Regions from separate parts of the Mus musculus genome. Here regions 1, 2, 3, 5, 6 and 7 are each linked to region 4. A link is a contact called in public HiChIP or PLAC-seq and promoter capture Hi-C data. All regions are on one chromosome and are shown on one strand. Each heading gives the region's core, a stretch centred on a gene start, on an enhancer-like site or on the middle of the called end of the contact. The rest is flanking DNA. Distances are from core to core; before and after follow the strand shown. Region 1 holds the start of Dusp18 (dual specificity phosphatase 18). Region 2 overlaps Ogdh (oxoglutarate (alpha-ketoglutarate) dehydrogenase (lipoamide)). Region 3 holds the start of Myo1g (myosin IG). Region 4 holds the start of Gas2l1 (growth arrest-specific 2 like 1). Region 5 holds the start of Nudcd3 (NudC domain containing 3). Region 6 holds the start of Ppia (peptidylprolyl isomerase A). Region 7 holds the start of Ddx56 (DEAD box helicase 56).

What was found. Promoter capture Hi-C pulls out the DNA fragments that hold promoters and counts their contacts. HiChIP or PLAC-seq counts read pairs in DNA pulled down with a chosen protein or histone mark. Capture Hi-C pulls out chosen DNA fragments and counts their contacts.
Region 1: a promoter capture Hi-C map of embryonic stem cells shows a contact between it and region 4, with 4 times the contacts expected there. The contact joins the promoter of Dusp18 here to the promoter of Gas2l1 in region 4. A contact is called at or near these places in 3 of 39 promoter capture datasets (embryonic stem cells and liver).
Region 2: a contact with region 4 is called in a promoter capture Hi-C map of pre-B cells, with 4 times the contacts expected there. The contact joins the enhancer-like site here to the promoter of Gas2l1 in region 4. A contact is called at or near these places in 5 of 39 promoter capture datasets (hematopoietic stem and progenitor cells, hippocampal neurons, liver and 1 more) and 1 of 9 other capture datasets (adipose tissue).
Region 3: an H3K27ac HiChIP or PLAC-seq map of microglia shows a contact between it and region 4, with 8 times the contacts expected there. The contact joins the promoter of Myo1g here to the promoter of Gas2l1 in region 4. A contact is called at or near these places in 1 of 39 promoter capture datasets (pre-B cells) and 1 of 115 datasets of contacts at active chromatin or transcription factors (microglia).
Region 5: a contact with region 4 is called in a promoter capture Hi-C map of liver, with 2.4 times the contacts expected there. The contact joins the promoter of Nudcd3 here to the promoter of Gas2l1 in region 4. A contact is called at or near these places in 2 of 39 promoter capture datasets (liver and pre-B cells), 2 of 115 datasets of contacts at active chromatin or transcription factors (cardiomyocytes and embryonic forebrain) and 2 of 9 other capture datasets (adipose tissue and liver).
Region 6: a promoter capture Hi-C map of pre-B cells shows a contact between it and region 4, with 2.9 times the contacts expected there. The contact joins the promoter of Ppia here to the promoter of Gas2l1 in region 4. A contact is called at or near these places in 2 of 39 promoter capture datasets (liver and pre-B cells), 4 of 115 datasets of contacts at active chromatin or transcription factors (embryonic stem cells, pancreatic cancer cells and stem cell-derived neural progenitor cells) and 2 of 9 other capture datasets (adipose tissue and liver).
Region 7: a contact with region 4 is called in a promoter capture Hi-C map of adipose tissue, with 6 times the contacts expected there. The contact joins the promoter of Ddx56 here to the promoter of Gas2l1 in region 4. A contact is called at or near these places in 1 of 39 promoter capture datasets (liver), 4 of 115 datasets of contacts at active chromatin or transcription factors (astrocytes, embryonic forebrain, embryonic hindbrain and 1 more) and 2 of 9 other capture datasets (adipose tissue and liver).

The regions. Positions count from the first base shown.
Region 1 is chr11:3,893,312-3,896,668 of GRCm38.p6, reverse strand. Dusp18 (dual specificity phosphatase 18) reads right to left here and starts at 1,429. Exons shown (of 2, transcript NM_173745.5): 1 at 1,152-1,429. 4921536K21Rik (RIKEN cDNA 4921536K21 gene) reads left to right here and starts at 1,543. Exons shown (of 3, transcript NM_026150.3): 1 at 1,543-1,829. The coding sequence starts at 1,582.
Region 2 is chr11:6,322,807-6,326,338 of GRCm38.p6, reverse strand. All of the region lies in intron 4 of Ogdh (oxoglutarate (alpha-ketoglutarate) dehydrogenase (lipoamide)), which reads right to left. Among named protein-coding and RNA genes, the nearest start is that of Gm46270, 32 kb to the right of the region's middle. Within about 2 kb of position 2,223, at least 23 of the 459 cell types and tissues checked have an H3K27ac peak or open chromatin away from gene starts, as enhancers often do. A contact at or near this core is called in pre-B cells, where this site is marked.
Region 3 is chr11:6,519,570-6,523,013 of GRCm38.p6, reverse strand. Myo1g (myosin IG) reads left to right here and starts at 2,056. Exons shown (of 22, transcript NM_178440.4): 1 at 2,056-2,272. The coding sequence starts at 2,160.
Region 4 is chr11:5,063,949-5,067,406 of GRCm38.p6, reverse strand. Gas2l1 (growth arrest-specific 2 like 1) reads left to right here and starts at 2,080. Exons shown (of 7, transcript NM_144560.3): 1 at 2,080-2,192; 2 at 2,313-2,570; 3 at 2,929-3,458. The coding sequence starts at 2,949.
Region 5 is chr11:6,198,581-6,202,093 of GRCm38.p6, reverse strand. It overlaps Nudcd3 (NudC domain containing 3), which reads left to right and starts at 1,643. Exons shown (of 6, transcript NM_173748.5): 1 at 1,643-2,151. The coding sequence starts at 1,960.
Region 6 is chr11:6,413,836-6,417,513 of GRCm38.p6, reverse strand. It overlaps Ppia (peptidylprolyl isomerase A), which reads right to left and starts at 1,647. Exons shown (of 5, transcript NM_008907.2): 1 at 1,535-1,647. The coding sequence starts at 1,603.
Region 7 is chr11:6,265,484-6,269,405 of GRCm38.p6, reverse strand. Ddx56 (DEAD box helicase 56) reads left to right here and starts at 1,677. Exons shown (of 14, transcript NM_026538.3): 1 at 1,677-1,746; 2 at 1,827-1,988; 3 at 2,435-2,595; 4 at 2,724-2,894; 5 at 3,000-3,090; 6 at 3,650-3,894. The coding sequence starts at 1,687.

The DNA of each region.
Region 1 (3,357 bases), core at 180-2,679, 1.2 Mb after region 4:
TATGTTCCGATTACGTTAAGTAGAACTGGACCCAAAGGTTAAAGGTGACAAGAGGGAAAGTGATATGCCAAGTCTTTCCATCTTCTCATAACCAGCCAGCAAGTCTAGCTGTTTTCAGCACACATGACTGGTGTCATCTACATACAGCACAGCTAGTGGAAACTCATGTTCTCTGCTCAGCTGTGTGACTTCCAACATTAATGACCTCAAAGTCAACTGAGAGCAAGTAGAAAAGAGCCTTGGTGATGGTCACCTGGAACTGCAGCATTCAGGAGGTAGAAGAGAAAGGTGGGGCCCTTGCTTTATGGGTCCTGCCCCCCAACAAAGAGCTGAGGAAACAAACTACAGGGTTTTTTGTTTGTTTGTTTTGATTTAATTTTTTCCTTGTCACAGAAACAAAGCTGTTTTCTTAAAATTAACCTTTGAGAAATCAGGATTTCCCAGGCAGGCCAGTTTCAGCTAGCATAAGGTCATGGCCTAACTTATCCTCTCAGAATGAAAAGTCATTCAGGTAACCTCAGGCCAATCAGTTATTTTTCCACTGTTCTGTCTCCCTGTTCCTGCCTTCCAAGGAATGTGACTTCCAAGTGACATTTGGTTTTGTTTCTGCTCTCTTCAGTCCCTTCAGAGGTAAAGTTAAAATGCAAAGCTTGTGGGAATGACAAATAAAGGCATTTGTTATAGAGTTGCAAAGATAGTAAGAAGCGATCACAGACAGTAGGACATGGTAGAGCAGACCTGGAAGCTGAAGCAAGATGTGGTGTTCCTGACCAGACTACTGGAACTCTTTCAAGAGTTTCAAGAGGGGGAGGGGGAGGGGGGGGGAGAGGGGAGGAGAGGAAACAGAAACGTCATCTCCATTTTTTACATTTTACAACCAACCAGGCTTTTGGCATCTAGTTAATTTGTAGCCGTGAAACCTGAGACTCGAGGAAAACCAGTTTTGTTCATCATTAGACAGCAAGTTCTGAAGGCTGATATTTCTGGTGGATTACACTTTCTGGAGAAAGTTGGCAAATATAGGTGGGGCGCTGGTTAAATTCTGGGTTATAAACGTGGAACAGAGTCCACAAGTAGATGAGTGGAAGGTGCCACAACAAGCCTAGGAAGCTTGGCCTCTCTACGTGGTGACAAGACTCAAACAATCTTACCTCCTTCCCTCAGTGCCCCCGAAATCTTTCAGGGCAGAGCCGCGGACGACCCTCTCCAAGAAAGAGAGGGCCCTTCATGATTCCGGACCTTGGTAGCAACGGCTTCTCCTCGCGGAACAATGGGCAGTTCGGGGCTTAGGGGGACCCCGCGACTGATTCTGTACCTCGAAGGACTACGCAGTTCCCAGGCGTTTGGGAAAAGCTGGGTGGGCTGCCTGTCTTCACAGAAATGCGCCAAGTAGCCAGAAGGACCATTGCTACACCCACCGCCTGCACGCCCCGCCCACTCACCCTTCGTCTCCTAGGCAACACGCCCAACAGAGCCTCACAAAGAACGCCTAAAGACTGTCACGCGGTCTGCTTGCCGGTTGTCTCCCAGGCAACGCACTCCAGTGTAGATAGTTGCTCTGCGACCGCGTGTCTTTCCACCATGGTTTTAGGTCTTGCTAGCTTTCCTGAGTCGCTCTCTAGCCAGTCAGAGACCGCTACACAGCCCAGAAGGCCTTCAGTCAAATGGGACTTGGGCTCGGATTACAGGAAAGGTACCGAAGAGACTACCGCTTCTGGTTCGAACTTCCGGCGCGAGAGACTGGACAGCCAGCCGGATCTTGGCCTCCACGTCCAACCACAGATCTACTTCCTGCGGCCGCGGTCCCCACTCCCCAAGTTGTTATTCAGGTGTGGCTCGGGTATACAAAGCAGTTGTCAGACCCGGGACCCCGTAAGGGAATCCGACTCACTTTGTTCCAGCCGTGTCCCCCCCCCAACCTCCGCCCTTAGATGTTCCTCTGATCGCAGCAATGTCTCCGATCGCAGGATTTTTCAGACTCAGGCCAACCCGTAGGACCTTCAGAAGCCCGTTTTCTGGGCCGAAGGCACTGTCCCGTTTCTAGCCTTCCGAATGAATCCTGACCCTGGCGTAGTGTAGGCTTGACGTCTGCAATTGGTCTCAGGCTCCAATCGACTTGGCAACTCCAGGCCTTCCCATTCTCCAGCGTCCTTGAAAAGCCTTCAGTTCCCCAATGTTTGACTCCAATCCTGTCCCCCTTCTTCAACCGGCATCAGCCAAGGATGTAACAAGTCCTACAGAGGATTTATTATGGAAACACAATTTGTTTCAAAAATGACCAGTATTTATTACTTGATAAATTTGGTGCATCACTAAGTAAAGAGGGTCTTTAAATATTTAGTCTCTTTTTGGTTGAAAATAGGACTTAGACTTGTGTGTAAATTCCTGACCGTTGACTCTGTCTTCCCATCCGCACCTGGGTATGTTGAGTCATCCTGCATAAAAACCAGAAAAGTGGAACTGGGTAGCTTTCAATGTTCGTTCCTTTGTATTAGCAAGCACAGCCTGACCACAGTTGTTCCTAACTCATAGGAAAATGAACTGGAGAACGTTATTAGAATCCCCCTAAAGGTGCTTTGTTTTCTTCTTAACTGAACGTGGTTGCACACGATTGTAATCAAGCACTCAGGTGCTGGAGGCAGGAGGATTGGAAATTCAAGGTCACTCTCAGTTCAAGAGGGAGTTCTAGGCCAGCCTGGATACACGAGACCTTGTCACAAAATATACATCTTTTTGTTTGTTGGGTTTGGTGGTGGTGGTGTTTTCTGTTTTTTTGTTTTTGTTTTGTTTTTGTTTTGTCTGACTATGAATGTATTTTATGATGATCTTATTCTGATGTGCTAACCAATAGAGACTGAGTTTAGTATAAGTTGTTATTTGTATTCCTTCTGTTCCTGTGTGTATCAGACAGCCATTTCTGTTTCAGTCAATTCATGTGTGGTTCTTCCCTTTTTGCTATTGTTTGTTTGGGAATCTGTATTCAGAAATACTTCACCAGCACGTATGTCATTTCCCTGGTTTCCTTTAGAGTGGTTTGCCAATCATTTCAAAAGTAAAATAAACTAAGCAACATCAACAACAACAAACCAAACAGAAGTCGGAGCAGCAAACCAATCACTGTGCTGGCTAGTTTTTGTCAATTTAAAACTACTAGTTTTACCTGGGATGAAGGAACATCTTTTGGGGAATTGTCTACAGCTGATGGCCTGTGGGCGTGTCTGGGGAGCAGTTTCCTAATGACTGGTGTGGGAGGATGTAGGGCACTGTGGACAGTGTCACACCTGCGCGGGTGGTTGGGTTGTATAAGAAGGCCAGTTGAGTAAGTCATGAAGAGCAAGCCAGTAAGCAGCCTTCCAC
Region 2 (3,532 bases), core at 974-3,473, 1.3 Mb before region 4:
CTCGGGTTTGTCAGGCTTGGCTGCAAGTACCTTAACTCACCAGACAGATCCTACTTATTTTTGAGAAAAGTGCAAAACTCAAGGAGAGACTTTCTAGCTAACAATGCCAAAACAACTAGAGACTATGGGCAAAAATAAGTATTTAAGTACATCTTGATTTAGACATTGATCTTATCACATTCAAAATAGATCCTAGACTTAAAATTTTAAGACAGTTATAGCTCAGGCTGGTCTCAAACAAGCAACACTCCTGCCTTGTTTCCCAAATGGTAGGATTATAGGTGCAGTCCACTGAGCCAATCAAAGTATATAAGGGGAGATCTCTGGGATCCAAAGCTAAGGGAAAAGTTAAAATGGACAACAAAAGCACACAGGATGAAAAGTTTAATACAGTGTATATCACAAAAATGAAATCTTTTTGCTCAGTAGTCTTCACCGTGTGAATCCTTTAAAACAACTGCATTTCCATATCATGTGATACTATTCACCACCAAAACACTAACAACCTAGGGGTGTCTCTACATAACCAACATCAAAATGTTAATACTGAACTGCCATTTTTATAGCATCCATAAAATGAAAACATTACAGAAATGGAGAAGACAAGAGTAGTTTCCAGGGATTAAACTTTGTGGCAGGGTTTGGCTTGACCCTGGTGTGATGTGTGCTATAGTCAAACTTCAGGGGATAACTACTAAAGGTTATGAAACCCAGCAATTCTTACAGCTGCACGAGTCTTCATTTGTCTCAAAATGTGAAATTTAAAATTTCATAGGTATTATGATTAAGACAAAGGAAAAGAAAAATGTCTTAAGAGAAGCCTGCAGAGAAAGAAACTGGTCAAATCAAAGAGGCGTAGGAAGAGAACATAGCAGGCAGATGGCCCCAGCACCTCAACTCTGGATTCCTCAAGGGCATTCTTCCCAGAAACAAGGGTCAAAAAGCACCCCCAGAAAGCTTAGTACTCTGGTTGTCTTTCAATAAGAGAACAGTTTAGAGACCTTGTTCAGAATGCCCCGGAAGCAGAATCTGAAGGAAGCCAGAGTCTAGCAAAACCAACCACACAGAGGAGAGGACACGCCACCATGCAGAGCTAATGTGGCCTCAGGCTCCCACAGGAGCTAAGGGGATAACGCTGCAGAGGAAGCTTATAGCACATCGACTGTGAAGCATGGATACGATGAAATGCTTGTCAGAACACAAAATGAGCAGAAACGAGCCTATACCAGGTCACAGCTCTACTTGTTGGTTAATAACTAAGTGAAAGGAAAAATATTTTAAAACAATTTAAAAAATTGTAAAACACTGATAGATGCTGTGTCAACTTTCCCAAAATCACATGCTAGGAAAAGTTGCACATACTAATCAAATGAAGTCCTCAACTCCAGAAAGGTCAAAGGCTCATTATTTTCATACCTCCTACTGTTAGCATTCGAAGTCGTTCCTTGAAAACTGCAAGATCTGAGAGGCAGAGTGGGGTAGCATGGGGGAGTGCAGAAGGAAAAAGACAGGTGAGAGTTAGTTTAAAACCTCAACACCAAAATTCTATACCATCACCACAGAAATAAGCAACACAGATACTGTAACACCAACAGAGGGATGGAGGGACAAATGGAAGGACACACACACACACACACACACACACACACACACACACACACACAGATACAAGGATGGGTTTTGTGATCAGGGGTTCAACTGCTGTGACCGGTTTTGGTAAATGTAGGACTTGTTCATAGAAGAGCTGGATACGGTAAATCAAAGGACAGGAAGGCCACTCCCCTGACACGGGAAAGCCACCAGGCAGCACCATTTGATCCCCCTGCTCTAATCTAACCTCAAGAGGCCACTGACAGTTATGCATTTCTAGACCACTATGTGGTGAAAGCCAGAGGAAAAGAAAGGGAAAAGAGCTGATGTGTGAAGTGGCCACCTTTCAGAACTGGGTCCAGGGAGCAGTGGACTGTAGAGAGTAAGAGGATGTGTAGTCTTCCTGTACAAGATGGCAGAGCTGGAACAGAAGAACTCAACACCAATGACCCTTAACAACACACAGCTATGCACACCTTACGCTGCCTCCTACCTGTAAGCTTTCAGGCACTTCTACCCAACTTTCCTGGCCACTAGTGAAGCTCAACCACTTTTCCCAGATATATAAAACTCTTCACCCAGAACCGTGGTCCAGAGTGTGCACATGAAGGCAGCCAGGCACTTCCTCTCAAGCAGAGGTTCAAACAGACTGAACAGATCCCAGTGAGCAGGCAGTCTTATTAAGACACCTACACTGTGCAAACACCAGGCAAAGTCCTGCCTTCTTCTCCTAGGGGCAAGCATCTAAGACCTGAGCACCCAAGCTCTGCACAAAAGCAACAATGTGCTGCTTAAGGTGAGGGTGACGATTTTCCATTTAGAGTCAAGACAGACCAGGTCAACAACCTGATCCTGCAAAGCTCAGACACAGGGGAAGGCTTCAAAGGGAACTGAAATTATTCATTCTTGTTAAAAAAAAAAAAAACAAAAACGGAATACCATATGAGAGAGTGCTTGCCATCTGGGTATTGGGTATGCAGATACTTTTATTTCTTTTTTTCACTTTGAAAACAAACCAAAGAGTGAAAGAGCACTACTGTGTTGTCATTATAGAAAGCACAACTGTCTCTCTCCCAGCATATCTGAGGACTCTGCAGTCTTCTCAGCACTTACATTTAATTTAGAGTGTGGATGTGTCACTGGTATAGACAAGCTGTTAGGGACACAGCTGTGTTACTTCTAAAAGATAAGGATGCACATGGGGGTAGGGTGACAGACGTACCAGTTCTCAGGCACACACAAGGAATCCCTGCTCAACACCTAGGGGCTTGAATGCCCTTTGAATACAGCTTCAGGAGACCGGCCGGCCTGTGGTCACCTAAGGAAGCTTACTGGGTACTACTCAGCTATCTGAGGCTACACAGAAGGCAACGATAAACGATAAATAAACAAATCACCAAAATGGTGATTAAAAAGCAATTCTAGAACCAGGTGGTGTGGCAAACATGTGTAGTTCCAGCTACTTGAAAGGCTGAAGGAGGAGGGTCGTTTGAGCACATGGTTTTGAGACCAATCTGAGCAATAAGAATGACTGCAGCTCAAAAAAAATGCTAGACAAACAGGGTTTACACTGAGTTCCCAGCTCACTCTTCTCAGTGCAGCAAGAAGGTCAGAAGGATGCACAGGAACACTGACACCCTGCATCTGAGGCCACAGAGCAAATGCACATTCATTTAAGCAGCTCAAAGGCCAACAGAGTTTTGGACTTAAAACTGACTTTTAACTAAATGTAAGCTCGTATCCTAATACTATTAAGAATTTACAGCCGGACGTGGTGGTGCACGCCTTTAATCCCAGCACTCGGGAGGCAGAGGCAGGCGGATTTCTGTGTTCGAGGCCAGCCTGGTCTACAAAGTGAGTTCCAGGACAGCCAGGGTTATACAGAGAAACCGTTTCGAAAAACCAAAGGAAAAAAAAAAAACCCCAAACCAAAACAAACAAA
Region 3 (3,444 bases), core at 807-3,306, 1.5 Mb before region 4:
TCACAAGTCCCAGAGCTTTTTAAGGCCTGGGGTTTTGCGAAGTGAAACCCAAGGGTGGGAGTCCCCGGTTTGGGGAAACCCTACCAAAGCACCACCGCAGGAGGCTGCAGATGGAATGCTCTCATGCCAGGCTTAAAAGGAAGCAGCCTGATTGGGGCATAAGGGCTGTACTGCCTCAGGGAGGAGCCAGAGCCAGAGCCATACTACTGCATCTGGGACAGTTCTGGCCAGTGGCTCATCTTATCACTAATGATACCTGCTTTTACCACATGGTGAATTAGAACTTAAACTTCATTAGGTATGTTGCACTATTAAATAATCCTAAAAACCAAATGGAATGGTTGAAATACAAGTGTCAGCAGATGGTGATGGAGAACACCTTTGATTACAGCACATGGGAGGCAGAGGCAGGCAGATCTCTAAGTTTAAAGTGAGCCAGATCTACAGAGCTACTTCCAGGACAGTCAAGGACACACAGAGAAGCCCTATCTCAAAACAACAACAACAAAACAAAGCAAAAACAAAACAAAATACAGTTGTCAGATATCTGTGAATACAAGCTCTCTCAAAATTGGCCTGCAAATAACACATATTTGGGAACATTTGGGCCTGCCATCAAGGGAGCAGAGAGAGCTGCCCACTGGCAGACCCTGTAATCAGGAGGGAGGACTGCACAGAGAAACCTGAGTGGTCGCCTAGCCATTTTTCAATGTACCACTAATCTACAAGCTCAACCATAAGCCAAGACCTGTGAGAGCTAAGATGAGGCCCCAGAGCTCCAAGAGTTAATGGTTTTATCTCAGAGGCTGGATGAGAGAACGAAGCTGAGCATATGCAAGAGGGTCCTACCAAAGGCTAGCCCACTAGAGGGCTGGAGAGTGTACTCTTCCGCTCCCTTGTCACTGTGGGGAGGAATCGCAGGGTGCCGAGTCCCCACCACTGCCTCATCTGCTGGGTCAGGCAGGAAGTCTTTATGGTTTAAACTCTATTGTGGCCACCCCTGGCTGATGTTGAGCTCTGGGGCAGCGATGTTCAGCTGGGTAACCACGAGAGGCCAAGAAATATCTGTTGGCACGCCTTTAATCCCAGCACTTGGGAGGCAGAGGCAGGCCGATTTCTGAGTTCGAGGCAAGCCTGGAGCCTGGTCTACAAAGTGAGTTCCAGGACAGCCAGGGCTATACAGAGAAACCCTGTCTCGAAAAACCAAAAAAAAAAAAAAAAAAAACCAAAATAATAATAATAAAAGAAATATCTATTGGGCTAGAGAGATGGCTCAGAAGTTAAGAGCACTGACTGCTCCTGCAAAGGTCTGCAGTTTACGGCCACCCAGCCCTCTAGCCCTCTGCAGACACCCAGCATGCATATGGTGCACTTATACATGTAGACAAAGCACTTGTACACAAAATAGATGTTTAAAACGTTTTAAAAGAAGCATCCTGCCAGGCGTGGTGGCACATGCCTTTAATCCCAGCACTTGGGAGGCAGAGGCAAGTAGATTTCTGAGTTCAAGGCTGGCCTGGTCTACAGAGTGAGTTCCAGGACACACAGAGAAACCCTGTCTTGAAAAACCAAAAAAAGAAAGAAAGAAAGAAAGAAAGAAAGAAAGAAAGAAAGAAAGAAAGAAAGAAAGAAGAAGAAGCATCCTTTCTTACTGAGCCTGGTATAATCCTAGCTACTTTGGGGAGGCCAGCTTGGACTACAGAGATAGAAGAAAGAAAGAAAGAAAGAAAGAAAGAAAGAAAGAAAGAAAGAAAGAGAGAGAGAGAGAGAGAGAGAGAGAGAGAGACGGAAAGAGGGAGGGAGCAAAGGAAGGAAGGAAGACAGACAGACAAGGGGAGGGAGAATTCCAGCCTGCCCGTAATCTTTGGAGTGCTTGGGATTACAGACAGGTATGGCCAAACCTAGCTTGGGAAGAGCTTTAAGGAAGCCAGTAAAGACCCCATCAGGACAGACAGTTAGGCATGGACCTTGTGGGCCAGGGAGCAGGAAGCAGTGTCTGAAGCACCAAGGCAGGGGAGTAGCAATGGGCAGGGCCAAACTCCCCGGGCAGAACCCACTTCCTACTTTACTGAAGTACTGCAGTAGTCAGGCAGGGCTGGGCCTCCCCTTTCTGCCTTCCCCTTCACCTCTGTACAGAAAGCTCTGGCGACCTGCCTTGGATGCTTGCAGTGGGCAGGATGGAGGACGAAGAAGGCCCTGAGTATGGGAAACCAGACTTCGTGCTTTTGGATCAACTGACCATGGAGGACTTCATGAAGAACCTAGAGCTCAGGTAGATGTGAGGTGGGGGTGGGGATGCGGTACTGGGCTTCTTTCCTTCCTTTCCTCCCTTATCATCCACACAGACCTGAGAGAAGCCCTGAAGGTACCCTGGTCCCATCGTCAGGAATGGGGACAAGGCTACACATACCTAGACAATACAGGCTGAAATGATAGCATCTCCAGGAGATAATGGCCACTCAGAAAGTAACCAGCTGTCAGGAATGGAGCTGCCCAGCCACCCTCACAACACCCTGGTTGACAAGCCCAGAGTCCTGAGGAAGACAGGCAAAGGCATGGGGACCAGGAATGTACTGCATCTCCTCTCTGTCACCTGCTGATGCTTTCCCCCTGGGTCCCATGTGTGACCCGACTTGAGTTTCCTTAGGAACTCCAAAATGAAGTGCCCTCCACCCCAGAATCGCAATAATCGAAGCAAGCTGATATGATGCTGATATGATGTTCTGGGTTGGGAGTTGTTCATGGGAGGGGTCACAGGCTAGGACTAGGAGAATTGACAGTGCAGCCTGCTTTCTCACTGAAAAAAGCAGGGAGGGGTCCAGGAGCTAGAAGCACAGCATGTTAAATGGCCTTGTGTGCGGCTGGACTTCATACACACCTCCTAGGGAGGATTGTTGTGTGCTAGGAAGCTCCTTAGAGAGCAACTGGGGACCAGGAATCTCACTAGGTGCAGAGATGGAGGTCCTAGGCTGCCACATGGAGAGCTTTATCCAGGAAATGAGTTCAATGCTTTGTTAGACTGCCTCATTCTCTCGAAAAGCAAGCTCACAAGCATGCCCTCCATGCTTTGTATGCTGAGCCGAGGAAGACAGTGGCTGCAGGTCACAAAACTTGTAGTCCCAGGGCGTGACTTGTCAGAGGGGGCAGAGAAAGAGGAACCCTGAAGAGGCCTGCCTGGGGTTGAGCGGGCCCCACACACCGAGAGGACAGTTGGGGCCCCAAGGAGGCTAGTACTCCTCCCAGAGCACAAAACCCAAGAGAGGTACAGCCCTAGGTTCCTGCTTCTAATATGGTTAGTAAACGGAAGGGTGGAGGAGTTTGAGATGTGCTGGAGAGGGACGGTGGCCATGGCTGGGGTTGCAAAGACTAGCAAATCACCACGCTATGATTTGGGTGGGGCAGGGCGAGTCCCCTTCCGGATCTGGTCCCGCCTAGACTCTGAGA
Region 4 (3,458 bases), core at 831-3,330:
ATGATCAGGTTCCCATCTTTGGGAGCTGTCACTCATGCTTGGGTGGGCCTTTGGTGATGCTGCTGTTTGAGCCATGTCTGTTCTTGTAACTCCAATAAAAATTGGGCTTTTGTGGTTTCAGTCCTTTGGTCTGTTGTGGGTTCCCTATCAGGAGTGCACAGACTTGTGTGTGACATCTCCCCCAGGAAGTTTGTCAGACAACACTGGTGACCAACAGAGCTTAGATTCAGTCTTCTATGTCCAGAACACTGAAGCACAGTGAGGTGGCTATAAGTAGGGGTCAAATTCCTGCAGAGCTGCTGATGGCAATGGTACCTTAACCTCCCCAGTCCTCAGCTTCCCTAGATCTACAAAACCATCATATGAGGCTGGATAAGGGAACCTGCCACCATGCCACAATACCCAGGATCCCACATGGTGAAAGGCAGAACAAACTCCCAAAAGTTTGCCTTGCCTACATACCTTGACACAGACACACACTCACTAAACAGATGTAATAAAAAGTATCGGTGTATCAGATTATTTTGAAGATGATTGCTGGGTATGACGGTTCATTACTGCTTGTTCCAGGACAAGTCATTTCTCAATTCCTTCACTTAGAATTCAGTCTCCATAGCCAATTCTTCAGGACTTCACTCCCTGCTAGGTGTTATTTTTTTTTTTTTTTTTGTTTAACAACTCCGTGTCCACAATGTTCACCCCCAAACCTGGGATTTCTCCCTCATCTATACTCACACACTCACCTCACTAACATACATCATCAGTTTTCAACAGGCAGTCAAGATCCAGCATCCCCTCTCCCCATTCAACCTAAACCACTTGCCTCCCTCAGAGGCTTCCCTGACCCTGACCCTGACGCTGCAACAACAGCAGTTACAGGAGCCCTTATGGCTGCTACGTCAGCCTCTCCTAAATTCCTCCTTAGAGAGAGGCCTGGGATCCCAACAGAGAGAGCACACCATGAGTTCAAAGCCAGCTCAGGCTACATAGCAGAACTCTGTAAAAGTAATGACATGGTGGAACATTCCTTTAATCCCAGCACTCAGGCGGCAGAGACAGGCAGATCTCTATGACTTTTGAGGCCAGCCTGGTCTATATAGGGAGTTCCAGGCCAGCCTGGTCTACATAGTGAGATCCTGCCTCAAAACCACAACAAACTCCAACAATAATAATTTAATAATAATTAACAAATAAACCGGGGGCTGGGGAGATGGCTCAGTGGTTAAGAGCACCAACTGCTCTTCCGAAGATCCGGAGTTCAAATCCCAGCAACCACATGGTGGCTCACAACCATCCGTAACAAAATCTGATGCCCTCTTCTGGAGTATCTGAGGACAGCTACAGTGAACTTACATATAATAAATAAATCTTTAAAAAAAAACAAACAAATAAACCTCTCTTCCATGACCTTTGAAAAGCATGGTCCACAAGGCCCTAATGTTTCACCACTTCAGCCTTGCAAACCTACCCATTTTTCTTTCCTTCTTCCTTCCTTTCCTTTTTTTGAGATAGGCTTCCTCAGTGTGAAAAACTTTCCCTCTAGATGACTCTCAGCTTCCTCCGTCGCCTCCTTCCTTGATCTGAGTTAAAATTAAGTCCACACACCCCCACAAGATTTCCAGTCTCTCTCCAGCATCTCACTCCTCTCTCGGGCGACAGTAGGGGGCAGGATTCCCTAGATCTTCCAGGTTCCTCCTAAGGCGTGTAGTTGCCCCTGCCACACCCCCTCTTTTAACCTAACCCGCAGCCACCTTCCGATCCCTGAGCCTCATCGTCCTTGTACCTTAAGCTATCCCTGGGCCGTCCTGCAGGAAGAGCACCCAGTTATCTGACTTGCAGAGGTCCACCCGGGACGGAGGTGACTCTGCAGTCCCCGGCCCCTATCGCTTCCGGGGAGGCCACTGTCACGGGGGAAGGACAGCTGAAAGGATCTGAACCCCGCCTAGGAAGACCCAGACCCGGAGTTAAAGGGGGGGTGAGGTGGGGGTGATGCCTTAGGGCCTAAGGCCCGAGAAAGGCACGGCCCCTTTAAGAGCGCAGCTCCGCCCCTTCCTGGCCGGATCCAAATTCCAGGGGGGCGGGGCAGAGCGGACGCCTGGAAGCAGCGATCTCGGGCGACGCCTGTGTGCGGCGGCGCGGCCCGGCTCCGGCCCCGCCGGGGCGATGCTCCCCGGGGCGGCGGGGTGAGCCAGGTGAGCGCGGGGACCCCCAGGAGCCCTAGCCAGAGTGCCTGGAGGTGGGCCGGGCGGTGCGGGCTCTCTGCTTCCCAGGGCTGTGTGACCCTGACTGGGCACTCACCCTCTCTGGACCAGGCCTCGAGCACTGCGGAGGCTCGCGGGGGCCGTTCGGAGTCCCGGCCTTTCAGGCACCAGCTCGGGCGGCTTTTCGCAGCAGGAATCCGGCCTGCCTGGGTGACCCGATTCCTCCACCCACTGCTCTGCGACCTTCGGCGAATGCCTGCCCTTACTGCGCCTCAGTTTCCTCATCTGTAGAATGGAGACGCGGTCGCCGCTCAGCCTGTGGCGCGGCCCTTAGCGGAGAGGAGAAGGGAAAGGCGGGACTTCGTGCAGGTTATGGGCTGAGCAATGGAAACAGTCTCTCCGTGGTTCTGGGCGAGGCTCCTCTCCTGTCCCTCCCTACCCACATGTCTTCATGTTTTTAAATGGCATTTCTTCCTCGTGGGTGCCAACTTGTCCCCAGCCACCCTCTCCCGACCAGCCAGACAGCAAACATAAACACTACAATGGTGTAAATGTTACTGAGTCCCTTAAAGCAGGTCATGGCACCGTGAGAACAATGTGGTGCTACGTTTGCTTGTTCACAGCTTGCTCTTAAACTTAGCGTCTCCCCTGAGTGGCGGGCTGGTAGAGGTGGACCATTCTGAACCCTTTCGAGTCTTCACAGCAATCCTGACCTATGTCCCCACAGTGACTCCACTGGCTCTGGGCATGGCGAACCCAGTGGCGGGCATCGCAGGCTCTGCCGCCAAGAGTGTGCGACCCTTCCGATCCAGTGAGGCCTATGTGGAAGCCATGAAGGAAGACCTGGCCGATTGGCTCAATGCTTTGTACAGTCTAGGTCTCCCCGGCAGTGGCGATGGCTTCCTCACGGGGCTGGCCACAGGCACAACCCTGTGCCAACATGCCAACGCTGTCACCGAGGCTGCCCGGGCTCTGGCTGCTGCCCGTCCAACCCGAGGTGTGGCCTTCCAGGCACACAGTGTGGCGCCTGGCTCCTTCATGGCCCGAGACAACGTGGCCTCTTTCATCGGCTGGTGCCGGGCTGAGCTGGGCGTGCCTGAAGTGCTCATGTTTGAGACAGAGGACCTGGTGCTACGCAAGAACGAGAAGAGTGTGGTGCTCTGCCTGCTGGAGGTCGCCCGGCGTGGGGCGCGCCTTGGCCTGCTTGCCCCGAGGCTGGTACAGTTCGAGCAGGAGATCGAGCGGGAGCTTCGAGCT
Region 5 (3,513 bases), core at 394-2,893, 1.1 Mb before region 4:
AGGCTGGCCTCGAACTCAGAAATCCGCCTGCCTCTGCCTTCCAAGAGCACGATCATAAATTCTAAGTTGAAAAAATTTACATCAATTTATCTGTATGGCTTTACTTAAAATTTGCTAAGGCCCAACACTATTAAGTTATTTGTTAAGCCTGGAATGTCTCTTACTGGAAAAGCATTTTCCTAACATGTTCAAGACCCTGAGTTTGTCTCCTAGAACTACAAGAAAACAAAAGTAAAATCAGTATTTTGCTCTGTGTGGTGGCATATATCTTTACTTCTGCACTTGGCAGGCAGAAACAGGCATATTTCTGTGAATTTGAGGACAGTTTGGTCTATACAGCGAGTTCCAGGGCAGCCAAGGCTGCAGAGTAAGACAATGTCTTTTAAAAAAGTTAATTTGTAGATGTTAGTTAGTCTAGTAGAGATGAAATTCATTAAAATCTTTTTTGTTGTTGTTGTTGTTTTTTTTCCGGTCAGGATCTCCTTGCAGAGCCCAAGTTGGTCTTGAACTGGCTATGTGGATGAATAAACATTTCTGGTTCTGTCGCCACCTTCCCAGTGCTAGGTTTACAGGTATGGGTTACTACACAGTTTATACAACATTCAGGACACATTAGTCACACATGTGGGTTACTACACAGTTTATACAACACTCAGGACACATTAGTCACACACTTTACCAATTTAGCTACATTGAATGAAAAAAAAACAAAAAGGAGGACATGATGGCTTCTAGGTATGGTGGAGGAGGTTTATTGTAGACAGGAGGGAGCAGACAGCCAGAAGCAGAGGCATCTGGGAGAATTCAGGGTGGAAGTGGCTGTAGAATGAGCTGGGCCATGTGAGAAGGGTTAGGGGAGAGGGTAGAAGAGACCTGGAGTCAAGAGGCCAGGAGACCAAGAGGCCAAAGGGTAAAAAGGACCTCATAACCAAAATGGCTGGGTTACATAGGAATCAGAGAAGCTTGGGGAGGAAAAGGCCAGCTCAGACTCTGGACTGGAGAAGTTTAGGGTAGAGGTCAGGATTAGTATGCCAGCCAGAAGGATCCTGTACCAGAAGGTACTGAGGGAGACTGGTGGCCAGAGTCTGCTTTGATATTTTATTAGGCATCTCAGCCATTTGTCTTCGGTTTGTGACCTAGCATATGTTCCTAATCTGTCTGTCTTTCGTCTCCCCCCAACCCTCTTCTGAGACTGGGTTTGACTCTATAGCCCAGGTTGGCCATGATTTGGATGCGGGGATTACAGGTATAAACCACAGATTGATTGTGTGTCAACCTTACATAAACGTTTTCTTAAAATGTCTATATGCACGTATTAGTAACGGCACGTGTATACACACATGCTATACATACGGATGCACACACACATATTTACAGTATCATACTTCTTTTTTTCCTTCACTGAGCTTTTCACACTTTTCTTGTCCTTTCAAGTCACCTTGAAATCTGGTGCAACCTTCTGAGTTTCACTCATAGCTCTGTTAATAGGAATTCCATACAATTCTACAATATTCCTTTTCCGTTCCCTCCGCTAACAAACAAAATGTGGTATTATAAGAAGGCGCACCAGACACCTACGCAGGAATTCAATCCAGAAAGAAGAAAGGCTCCCAGACCACGTGACACCTCCAGGGACTACGTCAAGTGGCCGTCACCACAATGCTTCCGCCCTCTTCAAACATGGTTGGCAAGCGCTCTCCGCATCGTGACCATGGTTATTCTTGCATGTAGGAACCGTACTGAGCGCATACCAATCTCCTTTAGGCAAGTGTCGCGGCGGAGGAGATCCAGCAGAGCCGCAAGAACGACGATCGGTTACCGCCGGTAGTAACAAGCGCGGACCGGAAGTTCCGCGTCTTCGCTGTCCGGGGGGAGCCGTTAGGCGCGCACGCCGGAAGTGGCCAATCAGCCGGTGTGAGGCGGTGCCCACTGTGTTCGCGTCCCTCGGGCAGCAGAGCCATGGAGCCCGGGGCTGCTGAGCTTTATGACCAGGCCCTGTTGGGCATCCTGCAGCACGTGGGCAATGTCCAGGACTTTCTGCGCGTGCTCTTCGGCTTTCTCTACCGCAAGACCGACTTCTACCGCCTGCTGCGCCACCCTTCGGACCGCATGGGCTTCCCGCCCGGGGCCGCACAGGCCCTGGTGCTGCAGGTGAGGTGGAGAGAGGCGGCGGGCCGTTGGGGTCCAGCAGGTCCTTACCCCAGTTCCACCTCCCAGCGCCAGAGGTGCCCCGGCTCGCGTCCTACGTCTGGGAACTGCGCCACTCCGTAGCCCACCCTTCAGGGTTTGTGATTCTCTCTGGGGTGCCACCAGGTGATTTGAGTAAATGGCCAGGCGTTATCTGACCCACGGATCCGTTGGCAGGAATGCGCTTCTTTGGGTACAGGCTGGGTTTGTGCGGGAGATGCTTAGGTGTTGGACCTGTCAGCCTGGGTTTGAGGGCCTCCCAGCGCCCTGTGGGCATCCCCAGAACGGTGCAAGGGGCTTGTTAGGCAGGGTTCAAACCGTGCAGGCTGTAGGAGGAGGACTTTCACAGCGGGAGAAACTAGTAGATTTCAGAATTCCCGGGCTCGGAGGTGGCAGGAATGACTGGTATGTATTGATTGGTGGGTGTGGCCTCTTGCCAGTGACTTACTAAGTTGGTGGACAATTGTAATGTTTACGAAATTTACATTTGGATTAAAATTTATATGTCCTAGGTTATATTTATTGTTTTTGAAGCGTTACTAATGACTGACTCAAGTTGTTTGGACACCTTTTTAAAAACTGTTTTCTTTCGAGACAAGATCTTGCTGTGTAGCCCTGGTTGACTTGGAACTTGCCAGGTAGATCAGGATGGCTTCGAACTTATGGTCCTCCTTCCCGACGCTCCCGCGCTGGGATTGTTGACATTGTTGAGTTAGTAATAAGCAAACATTTAATGAATATATTTAACACTCTCAGCTGCGGTATAGACTCTGATGGTATGGATATTTAAATAATGGTCTGTCTACTTTTGACACTGTACAGAGAGTAAAGCACAGACACTAATAGAGAGCTCTGCTAGTTCTCTGTGTGGTAGAGCTCTTTGGAAGGAAGTGATAGAAGTGGTAGTTAGGAAATTGAGACAGTTTTGTAGGAGACGTTGAAGTAGGTTTTGAGGGGCGTGTAGAGTCTGATTCACAAACCTATAAAGTGCTTCATGTCACCTTTGCTGTTTGTTGACCCCTGCATCAGCCCCAGACAGGGCTTTCCTGTGTAGCTCTGAAGTCCTGGAACTCACTCTGGCATCAACCTCAGATATCTGCCTAGGATTAAAGACTCGAATTGCCACCACCTGGCTTACCTTCCATCTTAATCTGTTCTGTGGGCTTGTCAGGGGTTACTTTCTTCAGTTCCTCTCAGTGGAAGAAGCCAAAGCTTAGAATGTTCTAGTAACTCTTAACATAATGACCATGAGGTGATCAGTGGGAAGGTTTGCTACTGAGTTTCAGTTTCAGAATGGAAACCGATGAGTCCCTGGGGTAGCTCATC
Region 6 (3,678 bases), core at 398-2,897, 1.4 Mb before region 4:
GGTTTAAGTAGTTAAATATGTGACTCCTTTGGACTGTTTTTTTTTTCTCACAGCTTAACAGCTTTCCAAGTCCACATTTTTTTTCATCAAATTATGACTTCAAAGCCTTTCTTGGCAGCTCCACCTCTATTTTCACCTATGGGCTCATCTCATTCCCATTAAGCTCTGGTTAACCTGATACTATCCTACCCAGGCTAAGCTTAGGCCAAGTTTCCACAAGAGTCCTTGTCAATTATCAGCTCTTGACTAGATACATGCTGGGTGAGGGCTAATTAGAACCTAGTGCTCTTTTTATGTGCCTACCTACTATGTGTACCCAGCACTGTGGCAGGCGGGCAATCGGGAGATCTAGCTTTTGAGTTAAAAACTCACCAATGATAGCTTCTGGAGTTTAACAGTACAGACACTAAGTAACATATTCCACTATGGCCTAAGGGCTAGTACTGAGGCTAACAATAATATTTAATTTTGGGGTTTTTTGTTTTTTTCGAGACAGGGTTTCTCTGTATAGCCCTGGCTGTCCTGGAACTCACACTGTAGACCAGCGTGGCCTCGAACTCAGAAATCCGCCTGCCTCTGCCTCCCGGGTGCTGGGATTAAAGGCGTGCGCCACCACGCCCGGCTGAATATTTAATTTTGTAAAAGAAAAACGCCAATTGTTTAGGGTACTCTAATTACTAACTGATCTTTAAGCAGCCACTTAACCTCCAGAACTAATTAAGTAGGTAACTACTGGCAATCCACTTTGGTCAATGCAAACTGCAGCGTGGCCAGTCATAACATGCCTGTCTCACTGAGGGTAATAGGGAGGGGTTCAGAGCGCCTCCCCCGCTGCGCCATCACTGCGACAGGAGGCGGTCCTTGGGCACCAGCAAAAGCCAAGCCTTTCTCGTTTCCGCTCGGGGGTGGGGGACGCGGAGGGGTATTTTGAGCCTCCCTAACCAAATGTGGCTACTTCGGACCAAATGGCCAAAGGTTCAATTCACACTCAAGTCTGCTATAAAACGATTATTTTATATTCTTCGTAGGAACCACTAGGTTTAGGAAACCACTAGGTTTAACCGGGCTAACGAGCACGTCCGGGCTCTCCGAGCCTTCGCCCCTGAGACCTTAGGCAGGGTCCCTGCTCAGATCCGAGTAAAAGGCTGTGGGGCTCCGGAAAGCAGGCTGGGAAGAGGCCCGCGGGGCTGCAGCGCCGCAGCGGAGCAGGGCGGGGCCCAACGGCTGGGAGAAGGGAGAGGCGCGGAGCACGTGCGCCCGGCCTCGCGGGGCCCCACAGGACGCAGCCACGTGCGCCTGCGGGGAGGCCGGGACGGGCGGGGACGGCCCCCTCCCCCAACGGCCGCGCCCCGCCCGGCTTTGTCCGCAGCCCGCCCAGCCTCCCCGCGCCTCGCCAGCCTCCCAAAATGGCCCCTCGTCAGGAAATGGCGCCGCCACCCGCGCTCGCTCCACCGGAGGGTCGGGCCGCGCCCGAGAGAGCCTCCCCCTCCACAGCTCCCGGGACCCCACCCTGGAGCACCACTGCCCACCCGACCTCGAAGGAGACGCGGCCCAAGGGCTCGTCATCGGCCGTGATGTCGAAGAACACGGTGGGGTTGACCATGGCTGCAGCAAGCGGCGAAAAGCGACAGTGGCGTCTGCAAAGCGGCACGAGCCTCGCCGCGGCTTCCTTTATACCCGGTTCGGGCCCCGCCCACCACCGAGTCGCGCGCCCGGACCTGGATCAATCACAACTGCTTTCCAAACGGAGTGACGGCGCGACAGGCCTATGGGCGGGCGCGGGCGCGGGTGGGGCGGGGCGCGAGGCGCGCGTGCGCTGTAGCGCGCAGAGGCAGGTTCCCGCCCGCGGGCTCCTACTAGATGGTTGCGGCGCGGTCGGTGGGGGAAGAGTCCGAGGGCAGTTAGGGAGGGTGGCCACGCAATCTGGCTGTCCTTAGGAACGCGTCGGGGCCCCTGGTCTTCCCCAGTGGTACCGCGTATCTTCCCATTGCACAGAGCAAGTAACTGAGGCAAACATGGTCCTCAAGGTCGAGCGGCCCTTCAAGGTCGGGCGGGGTCCTGAGGCGCTGCCCTCTCTGCGGAAACTCGAACAGGCAGGCATCCCTGGGCCTAGATCCAGGACCCACACCGTCATTGTGCAATGGCAACCGCTTCCTGATAGGTCCCTGTGAGCGCCTCCGTTTTCTTAAACTCTGGGGAACGGGCACAAGCAGCCCCCTCATTTTAAAGATTATGAAATACTTTTTAAATGTCCTACTTTCCAAATATATCTTGTGTTTTCTCCAGGAGGAAGCTATTTAAACACGATCCTGGTCAGAGTCTACCTGTAATTTTTTTCTCCCCGACCCCCAATACCCCAAGGTCTTCTCATTTCCTCATGTGGCCTAAGGCGTGCTCTCAAAGGCTTCACACGCCTGTAAATCCCACCTCTAGGTAGATGGAGACAGGAGGATAGTGAGTTCCATACAGCCTGAGCTGTAAGTGTGAGGCCCTGCCTCATAAACAAAGCCTGAGTATGGGAAAGTCGGTGCTGTGGAAGACCCTTCACCATAGCGTCTGCTGGAGTTGGCTCCCGAGCTGTAAGGCCTTTAGACACAGAACCTCAGGAATGTGGGTCTGGCCATGCCTTATTTGGATGAATCAGACCAAAAGCACATTAGGTTGAACTACAAAGAGTTTTGATTTGCCAAACTGGAAAATTCTGTACCAGTGTGCTTTGTGCATATAGCATCATGTAAACCTGCTTTTCTCAAAACTGTTAAGTGCTTGCAGGACAAGCTCAAGGACCTACCTGCGTTTGGATCCCCAGCACCTATGTAAAAGCCAGGCCATTGGGAGGAGTCTGTAAGTCCAGGCCTGGAGGCAATGGAGACTGACTGGTTAGACAGTCTAGGCAAGACTGAGTCAGTATAGTGGATAAGGTAGAGACAGGGATGGGGAGAAGGCCCCATGGTTAAGAGCACTTGCCTTTATTTTTAACTAACTGATTGTTTTGGTTATAGTTTGCATTTTAGGAGTTCTTTGCATATTCTGGGTTTAATTTCTTACCTGACATATAATTTGCTGATATGTTCTGCTGTCCCTCCGTTGAGCCAGCAAGATGGCTTAGCAGGTAAAAGTGCTTGCAATACAGGGCCCAGGAACTGGGGAAAAGGCCAGATGAAGTGGCTCACATCTGTGATGCCAGCACTCTAAAGGTTGGGAATCAGAGGAGACCGACAGAAGTCACAAGAGAGACCTTGCCTCAAAGCAAGATGAATACCAGAGAGACCTCAGAGGGGACAAGATGACTCGAATACGGCCTCTGGCACTCACATGGTAGAAAGAGAGGACAGACTCCCACAAGTAGTCCTTTGACCTCCACATGCACACACGCACGCACACACACACACACACACACACACACTAAATGTTAAAAAAAAATCCAACTTGCAAAAAAGTCTTTAAGTTGTACATGTGCCCACACTCACACACATACACACAAGTAAATAAATGTAAATACATGGGGCTGGAGAGATGGCTCAGCAATTAAGAGCACTGACTGGCTCTTCCGAAGGTCCCGAGTTCAAATCCCGGCAACCACATGGTGGCTCACAACCGTCCATAATGAGATCTGATGCTCTCTTCTGGGGTGTCTGAAGACAGCTACAATGTACTTACATATAATAAATAAATAAA
Region 7 (3,922 bases), core at 428-2,927, 1.2 Mb before region 4:
GAGGGATATGGTAGGTAGGAAAATGACTGCCTCAAAGGTATTTCCATCCTAACTCCTGAAACTTGTGAATGCCATTCAGCATGGCCAAGATTGCTGACCAGATAACTTTAAAGTAGGGAGTTAGTCTAGATCAGTCATTCTCAACTTGTAGGCCATGACCCCTTTAGGGGTCAAATAACCCATTCACAGGGTCCACCTAAGACCAGCAGAAAAGACACATTTACATCATGATTCATAAGAGTAGCAAAATTACAGTTGTGAAATAGTAAAAATGATGTTCTGGATGGGGGTCACTTCAACGTGAGGAACTGTATTAAAGGGTAGCAGCATTGGGAAGGTTGAGAAGCACTGATCTAGATCATCAGTTTGAGCTCACTGCAGTCACAGGTGCCAGAGTCCAGCGTTTTGCAGTTAGGCTTCTAGCCCCACCTTAAGTCTCCCCCTTTTCCTCTCCTTTGCTGCTGATTGAGACTCTAAGGCATCATGCACGCTAGGGAAGTGCTCTACATTGATCCTGTTGCCCACTTAATGACCCCTTTTATTGGTCTTTTCCTTCAGCTCAGCCCCTCCTGTTATCAGGAGGGCTTTCCCTTTCTTAATAGGTGGTCACTATAAGACCCTGTTGGTAAATGTTTTTAGTCCCCACCAATCTCTTTTCTGTTATTGCCCTAACAATAGTTACAGCGCCCAGAAGAAATGGGCCTAAGGTCAACTGACACTTTTTTGGCTTTAGGTGTTTTAAGAGGTCCCAAGGAAGGGTGGTAGTGCATGCCTTTAATTCCAGCACTAGGGAGGCTGAGTCAAACCAGTCTGGTCTACCTACCAAGTTCCAGGCCAGCCACTACATAATGAGGCCATGTCTCAAAAAAACCAATCAATCAATCTTCCCCAGGCAGTGATGGCACATGCCTTTAATCTCAGCATTTGGGAGGCAGAGGCAGGCGGATTTCTGAGTTTGAAGCCAGCCTGGTCTACAGAGTGAGTTCCAGGACAGCCAGGGCCACACAGAGAAACCCTGTCTTGAAAAAAACAAACAAACAAACAAAAAAAAAAAAACAAAAAAAAAACAAAAACAGAAGAAAAAGTCCTAAGGACATTCCCTGGTAAGGAATTCTCAAAGAATGGGCCTTATTAACATGTGTAACAAAGTCTGATTTTCGTTTTCTGGGAAAGATGGTCCCAGGAAGGGTTCGAGTCAACTTGGCTCTTCTTCTAAGAGCTGTTAAGGATTGCACCGCGTGTTGGCAGTATTTGTGAAAATCTTCATAGTAGCTGAAGGCCTGATTTAACATTTATCTTAGGTTAGCAACTTGTGCCGCGATTTCTGCCCAGTGAGATTTGCCTCTGGTTACCCACAGAACCCTAATTCCTTTGCGCATGTGCCTAAGTGGCGGCTGCCTCCCTTTAGCCAAAACGCGGTCGATCCCAACCATAACCTAGCAAAGCCCTGCCCACGTCACTCTGTGGGTCAGGGAAGGCTGAGGCGCCAGAGAAGAGGCATCCACAATTCGGAGGGCGTTCAAGGGACAGCATTGCGGAACGCTCCTGCGCAGAGCCAGCACAAATTGGTAGCAACGTCGGACACCCAGGAGAAAGTACTTCCAGGAAGTGACGTACCTTCCAGAGCTGATTAGTTGTTGGTTTGTCCCGCCCTACGCGTGCGCACTGACAGCGTGGAGTCACGCCATGGAGGACCAAGAAGCGCTGGGTTTTGAACACATGGGCCTGGATCCCCGGCTCCTGCAGGTATGGGGTAGGCTGTGGAGCTGCTACCCGGTGTGCCGCTGTACTCCACGCCGCTTGAGCTGCGTCCTCTTCCTTCTTAGGCTGTCACCGATTTGGGCTGGTCGCGACCTACGTTGATCCAGGAAAAGGCCATTCCTCTGGCGCTGGAGGGGAAGGACCTCCTGGCCCGCGCCCGCACAGGCTCCGGGAAGACCGCAGCTTATGCTATTCCGATGCTTCAGTCGCTTCTCCACAAGAAGGCGGTGGGTAGCGAGAGGAGCAGTGAGTATGAGGCAGGACGCTCCAAAAGAATAGGGAATGAAGTGCCCGACTGTGCCAAGGTTCCTCCTATAGGTCCTGTGTCAGTGTTAGGCGGCCCATAGAGAACTTGGTCAATTTGCAGCTTAATCTCTGAGCTGGAGTTCAGGTTACTTGGCTCTCAACCCGGGCCTTGGTGCCACGACCGCCATCCTGTTGTAATTTTGAGTAACCTTTTATCTAGAGGGGGACTCATCAGCTCCGTAGTACGTTAAGTGATTTCAGCAAGTTCTAAATTTGAGTGCCTGGGAAAGCTCTGCCCCCTGTGCTGTGAGGTGGGCAGAATTAAGAGTTTATCAGGACACAGCTAGGTGGTTGTGTTGCAGTACATGGTTCTGACTGTTTGGGCGGACCCAGTACTTTGAACGGTCTTGAATTGGTGTTCTTACAGACAGGTCCTGTAATGGAGCAGGCTGTGAGAGGCCTTGTTCTTGTTCCTACCAAGGAGCTGGCACGGCAGGCCCAGGCCATGATCCAGCAACTGGCTGCCTACTGTGCTCGGGATGTGCGAGTGGCTAACGTCTCAGCTGCAGAAGACTCAGCTTCTCAGAGGTGGGTGAAACCTGCAGGCCTCCAAAGGGAGAACGCTTTGCAAGTGTGTGCCCTTGGTGGTGTGAGTGGCTAGCCTGGGCAGGTCTGCCAGGGCGAGGGTCTGGCTGCTAAATCCTTGCCACCTGCAGAGCTGTGTTGATGGAGAAGCCAGATGTGGTGGTGGGAACCCCATCCCGAGTGTTAAGCCACTTGCAGCAGAACACCTTGAAACTCCGGGACTCCCTAGAGCTGCTGGTGGTAGATGAAGCTGACCTTCTTTTTTCCTTTGGCTTTGAGGATGAACTCAAGAGTCTTCTCTGGTAAGGAAGAAACAGAAGTGGCTCCTAGACCTGCAAGGGTCTGGACTTGGGACTGGAGTGGAATGGGTGGGCTGGAGCCTGATCAAGCCCTGTTCTTTCTTTCAGTCACTTGCCTCGGATTTACCAGGCTTTTCTCATGTCGGCCACTTTCAATGAGGATGTACAAACTCTGAAGGAGCTGGTACTGCATAACCCGGTAAGTGGAGCATCTGGGACTGAGACCCAAGTCTCTGAACTTGTTGATCCTTCTCAGGAAACTTCTGGCGCTTGCGGGGGGACTATTTTTGTTAGGTATGTCTTTCCTAATTCTTAATCACTGAAAGGAAGTCACTTGAAGTCATTATATATTTATAGCTTTCCCTAGTCCAAACTGTGCTTTGCTTGGAAGTCACTTGGGGTCACGTTTCCAAAGGGAGCCAAATTCTAAGACCAGAGTTCCCCTTGTGTACATTTCAGTCTTCTACTTCCAGCCATTGTGCAGGCTTCTATTCTGTATCCTGTCTACTCCCAATGTTTGTCTTTGTGCTGTACACTGATGCTGTATGTATAGTTTGTTTCTAATACCACAATAGTTAGGGTACTTTTGAGTTCTTAGGTTACAGCCCTGAGGTGGGGTGGGGGATGGGGCAGTGGCTCACACACCAAAAACCCTTAAAGACATGTTCTATCCTGCACTAATGTAGTTGCTTTGGTTAGTGAGGCAGTGTCCACAGAACCACTTCTCTTTCCTGATCACAGGTCTGTCCTCTTCCTAGGTTACCCTCAAGTTACAGGAGTCCCAGCTGCCGGGGCCAGACCAGCTCCAGCAATTTCAGGTGGTCTGTGAGACAGAAGAGGACAAGTTCTTGCTGCTGTATGCCCTGCTCAAGCTGTCACTGATTCGGGGCAAAGCCTTGCTCTTTGTCAACACTCTAGAGAGGGGTTACCGGCTCCGTCTTTTCCTGGAACAGTTCAGCATTCCTTCCTGCGTGCTCAACGGAGAACTCCCACTGCGCTCCAGGTCCGCTGTGTCTGTCTTGATAAAGATA